2 separate regions of the Pan troglodytes genome follow, and region 1 is linked to region 2. The links are chromatin contacts, called in public HiChIP or PLAC-seq maps. All regions are on one chromosome and are shown on one strand. Each heading gives the region's core, a stretch centred on a gene start, on an enhancer-like site or on the middle of the called end of the contact. The rest is flanking DNA. Distances are from core to core; before and after follow the strand shown.

The links. HiChIP or PLAC-seq counts read pairs in DNA pulled down with a chosen protein or histone mark.
Region 1: an H3K4me3 HiChIP or PLAC-seq map of stem cell-derived excitatory neurons shows a contact between it and region 2, with 16 times the contacts expected there. The contact joins the promoter of LRFN1 here to the promoter of PAK4 in region 2. A contact is called at or near these places in 4 of 7 Hi-C or Micro-C datasets (blood, induced pluripotent stem cells and stem cell-derived neural progenitor cells), 1 of 1 datasets of contacts at active chromatin or transcription factors (stem cell-derived excitatory neurons) and 1 of 1 other capture datasets (stem cell-derived neural stem cells).

The regions. Positions count from the first base shown.
Region 1 is chr20:42,458,829-42,461,617 of NHGRI_mPanTro3-v2.0_pri, forward strand. It overlaps LRFN1 (leucine rich repeat and fibronectin type III domain containing 1), which reads right to left and starts at 1,267. Exons shown (of 5, transcript XM_016935906.3): 1 at 1,148-1,267.
Region 2 is chr20:42,256,621-42,259,320 of NHGRI_mPanTro3-v2.0_pri, forward strand. PAK4 (p21 (RAC1) activated kinase 4) reads left to right here and starts at 1,332. Exons shown (of 9, transcript XM_016935900.4): 1 at 1,332-1,557.

The sequences.
Region 1 (2,789 bases), core at 17-2,516, 200 kb after region 2:
CAGTCTTGGACACACATTCCTCCCAGCCCTGAGGCACCCCCCCACCACCCCACCTACTTACTTCCCAGGCCCAAGAAATCCTAACATCCCTGCAGCACATTCAGCATCGTGCCCTCCACACCCCCAAAAAACCAGGGCACAAGCCAGGCCAGAGGTCAGAGTTCAGCAGGTGGAAACTCAAGAGGATTTGGGGGTTTGAGTCCTAGATCACGGTTTCAAGGAGATCCTCCCACCAGCAGCCCCAAAGGTTCCCCAGCCTGGCCATCAGGATGGAGGTAACTCTGGCTCCGTCTGCAGATGTCTGGCCGGTGGGGGAATTAGGGTGGAGTGGGTGGGGAAGGGCCGGGTCTTCGCCCCCCAACCCCCACCTCAGGGCCCATCTGTCCACTTCTCGGCCTCTCATCCCCCCTCCATCTGTCCACCTCCTGGCCGCCCATCCCCCCCCCCCCCGCAACCACCGGGAAGGGGAAGACATGGCCGCTTCCCCCAGGACCGCTAAGGACCCCCCAGTTGACATGGACCGAGGGAGCGGCGAACTCCCCTCCCCCAAATCCACACCGAGGCCTGGACCCACAAGGCGCCGAGCCTCAGCCCCCAAGCCAGCAACCTGCCGTGGACTCACAGATATACACCCTCGGAGACATACAACCCACAGACACACACACACACACACACACACACACACACACACACACAAATGGACACCCGAGCGGGCACACCCGGCTCCACAGACCCGGGGATGGACATCCAACCCGGACACAAACACCCAGAGCAGCTAGTCGCGCACGCACACGGGCTTGGGGGGGGACCCACACCTGGGCACACAACCCACGCACACACACACCTGCACACAGCCCCTCCGATGGGCGCGCGACAGCGCCCAGACACACAGCCGGAGGGGCGGCCGCTCGGGGGGACACGCGTGCACAGCCGGACACGCCGGCCGGGCTCGACACCCCGCGCACACCCGATGGCCACACGGGCAGGGCGCCGCACACGCCGGCACCGGGCACACACAGGGCCGCGCGGGCGCACGCCGGGCCCGCCGCAGCGCCGCGGACACACACTCGCACGCTCGCACGCTCACACCCGCGCACACACCCGCGCCCCCGCCCGCCGCTCCCGGGCCTCTGCGGGCCGCGCTCACCCAGCCCGGGGGGGCCCCGGGCCCGGCCCCGCCGCCGCCGCCTCGCTCCGCGCCATGGTGGGGGGAGGGCCGGGGGAGGGGGCGCGGTGCCGCGGGGCCGCCTCCCTCCCGCCTCCCGCCCTCCCTCCCGAGCCGCCGCCGAGCTCCGCCCTCCGCGCCGCCCGCCGCCACCGCCGCCGCAAGGGGGGAGGGGGCGCCGACTGGTGGGGGCGGCCGGGCGGGGCGGTCGCACACCCGGGATCCCCGCCCCGAACCTGCCGCAGACCCCTCTCCACTGCGGAGCCGCCGCGGGCCCGCCCCCGACCCTTCCCCAGCCCCACCCCCAGCCCCGCCGGCCTCCCCCGAGACCCCCCCCAGACCACGCCCCAACTGGCCTAGGGACCCCGAATCTCCCTACAGAGACCTCCCATCACGTCCTAATACCCAGAGGGACCTCGGATCAGGCCTCACCTCTTTTGAGAACCCAGGCGATGTTCTAGGGCCACCCAGGACCACAAATCATGCCCTGCTCTCCTGCTTGACCTCAGACTATGACCCACACACTGTCAGGAACCCCAGACCATGCCCCCAAACCCAGAAGAATCCCAGATCATATCCCAGCATCCAAGGGGATCCAGACCACCCCACCAGCAACCCTAAATCATATCCCAACATTCAGATAGACCCTCAGACCACACCCCTTCCCTCACGGACCCCAAATCATACCCTAACATCGGGGGAGACTTCAGACCATATGTCAGCCAAATCCCAGATGGTGCCTGACTCCCTTTGGGGACCCAAACCACATTCTACAGCCACCAGAACCACAAATCATATTCCACTCCTTCTTGGGGACCCCCAGCCATGTCCTTCTACCCTCAAGGACCCTAACCCATTCCCTTACCCCCAGTATGAACTCCAAACCATGCCTAACTTCTAGGGGGCCCTAAAACGTCTCTTATCCCTATGGAAGACCCTTAAACTTTCCCCATGAACCCCATTAGACCCCAAACCATCTTCCACCCCTTTGACCTTACACCTTTCTCTCTCCTTCTCCTCCAAGACATCCTTTGGTTTCCAAAACTCCCCAATTAGCCCCAATTTTTTCCCACCCCCTACTAGTCCTGCCCCCTTGAGGACCCTGCCTCCTTCTTGCTCCAATTCTTTCTTTTGGACCCTGAAAGTCCCCCCTCCCTGTGACTTCCATAGAGCCCAGAATGCCTTGCTCCTTCCTAGTTCAGACCCCTTTGCCCATCCCCTGTCCCATAGCTGAACCCCACCCCTTCCCTCAAACCCCACTGAGTATCTCAGGCCACTCTCCTTCTCTTTCTGAGATATTCACAGGGTCCCTAAACCCAGCAACTTCTCCCCTAAAAATCTGTGTTGTTTCATGCAGTGCCCCAGATTCCTGGGGTCTCAACCCTTCTCGTTTTGGATCCCACTGTACAGAGGTCCTCCTCTAAACCCCTTTCCTAATTTTTTTTTTTTTTTTTTAGACAAAGTCTCACTCTGTCACCCAGGCTGGAGTAGAGTGGCACGATCTCGGCTCACTGCAATCTGCACGATCTCGGCTCACTGCAACCTCCACCTCCCAGGTTCAAGCAATTCTCCTGCCTCAGCCTCCCTAGTAGCTGGGATTACAGGTGTGCGCCACCACGCCCGG
Region 2 (2,700 bases), core at 82-2,581:
ATCCATGTTGTCATGGGGCTGACATTCCAGCAGAGGAGACAACCAACAAGCAATAACTACAATTAGCAGTGAGAAATAAGAACAAAGCAGACAGAGTTTGGTAGTATGTGAGAGGGATGTTTGCTGCTTTCCTTAGGGTGAGCGAGGGAATTAGTTCACAGAGAAAGTGACATCTGTCTAAAGCCCTGAGAAAAGGGAGGGAGAGATAAGGATACCTGGGGGAAGAGTATGTTCCAGGCAGAGGAACAACCAATGCAAAGACTGTGAGGTGAGAGCGCACCTGACAAGAGTTCAGGAACAGCATGAAGGCTGGAGTCCAGTGAATAAGATCCAGGAGGAGAGATGTCTGGCTGGGCGCGGTGGCTCACGCCTGCAATCCCAGCACTTTGGGAGGCCGAGGCAGGAGTATAGTTTGAGCCCAGGAGTTCGAGACCAGCCTGGCCAACACAACAAAACTCTCTCTTTAAAAATAAAAGAAAAAGGCCAGCTTGGTGGCTCACACGTGTAATCCCAGCACTCTGGGAGGCCGAGGTGGATAGATCACCTGAGGTCAGGAGTTCGAGACCAGCCTGGCCAACATGGTGAAACGCTGTCTCTACTAAAAATACAAAAAATTAGCTGGGTGTGGTGGTGGACGCCTGTAATTCCAGCTACTCAGGAGGCTGAGGCAGGAGAATCTCTTGAACCCGGGAGGCGGAGGTTGCAGTGAGCTGAGATCGCGCCATTGCACTCCAGCCTGGGCAACAAGAGCGAAACTCTGTCTCAAGACAAATAAATAAGTAAAAATAAAATTAAAAAAAATTTTTAAAGAAGATGTCTGCTGTTTGTTTCCAGTATTTTGACCAATTACTTCGTAAAAACTTATTTAAAAATTGAAGAGCAAACAGTCTCAGGTTCCCGGGCTCAGACAGACCAGCGTTCAAAACTCATTACCTTCTTTCTATGATGCTAAGCCAGCTATTTCACCCTCTGAACCTCTGTTTCTTTATCTGTAAAATGGGTATTAATGATATTATACCACAGGGTTGTATATGCAGCGAGAAAATGCAAGTAAAGCACTTATCCCGGTGCCTGCCTCCTAGTAAGTGCTTAAGAACTGTTTCTGCCCATTAACTCATTACTTTCTCCCAGCCCCTAACTCCTGCTGGGGGGGAAGTTAGAAAATCAGTATCACACGAAAACAGTCATTTCCCCTTTAAGGACCTCAGTGGGCCCGGGAGCCAGCCTTCCCGCACCTTTTCCAAAATTTCCAATCCCCGCTTGGCATTTTCTGCCCGAAGGTCTCCGATTGGACGCTCTGTACCAATCGGAGGCTGGAGCGGGCCCTGAGAGGCGCCCGACTCCGCCCCCGCACTGGCCCTGCCCACTGCCCGGTCAGCCTCGTTGCTATGGGGACTGGTGGGCGGTGAGGGGGGAAAGCCCCGGATGTTCGTTGGGGATTCAACATGGCGGCGGGAGTGGCCGCGGTGGTGGCGGTGCAAGAGAGCTGAGGGAGGCGCGAGGGCGCGGAGTTCCAGGCCGAGCAGTTAGGCCGCGAGCGACTGCGGCGCCGAGCCGGTAGGATAAGGGGTCCGGCCAGGGGCTTGCGGTGGGCCGGGCGCTGGCGGCGGGACGGCGTTTCCGCGAGGAGGGGGGCGGGGCCGCCGGGGTCAAAGGTCACTGGTGGAGGGAAGGGTCGCGTCCGAGGGATCGGGGGTTAACGCAGACTGGAGGGAGTTGTAGTGGAGGTCGGAGATCAAACAGCGAAGGGGGCGTGGCGAAGGGGAGTGCAAAGTTTGAAATTCGAAGTGGGGGCGCGTTCGAGGGGATCTGGGCGAGTCTCAAAAAAGGCAGGGTCAAAGTTAATAATTTGAGGGAAGGCTGCCCCCACGAGGGTCAGAGGTCACAGCCCCAGGGGCGCCAGGTTGGAGGTTTAAAGCTGCCCCCAGCGGAGCAGATGAATGAGTTTTAGGTTCGGGGGCGTCTTTTAGGGGTTCAAAGCTGGGGCGTGCCTAGAAGGTACAAAGGTGAGAATCTGACAGCGGGGCAGCTGTTTCCCAGAGTCAAAAATTAAAACCCAAGGAGGGCGTATTGCAGGGGACGGGGGGGGCGGGGCATCCAGGGGCGGGGTCAGAGATGCTTCCTGGTGACAGGAGAAGGGGGAACCCTCCCACAAATAATAATGGCAAACACTCATGAAACACTATGGGCTAGACCCTCTTTTTAACGTTTTACTTGTATTAGCTTATTCAGTCCTCACTGTAGTCTTAGGGGGTCTTAACCTGGTATTAAGAGGTTAAGTGATTTGCACAAGGTCACCCGATGCATAAGTTGTGCGCTGGGATTCTAACTCCGGAGTTCTGGCCCAGAGCCCTGCTCTGGCCGACCGCCTCTCAAATCATCATAATGTCGGTTAATGTTTAATGAGGGCTCACACTGTGCTCCACGCCCTGTGTGCCCGGTCGTATTTCACTCCTGCTGCAATCTTGTGAAGTGAGTGCTCAAGATGAACCTACTTTACAGACGGGAAAAATGAGGCTCAGAAGCTTCTGCTGAAGGCAGAGTTAGAATCGAAGCTGGGCCTGGGTGATTCCAGGGCCCCTGCCCCTGGTCGCCACATTGTCCGGTGCCAGCCATTAGGTCTCTCCTGGAAGCAGGGGGCTGGGCAGGGCTGGGCCACTCCCTGGGTGGATCGGATTGTCTGCTTGGTTTCCTTGGAAG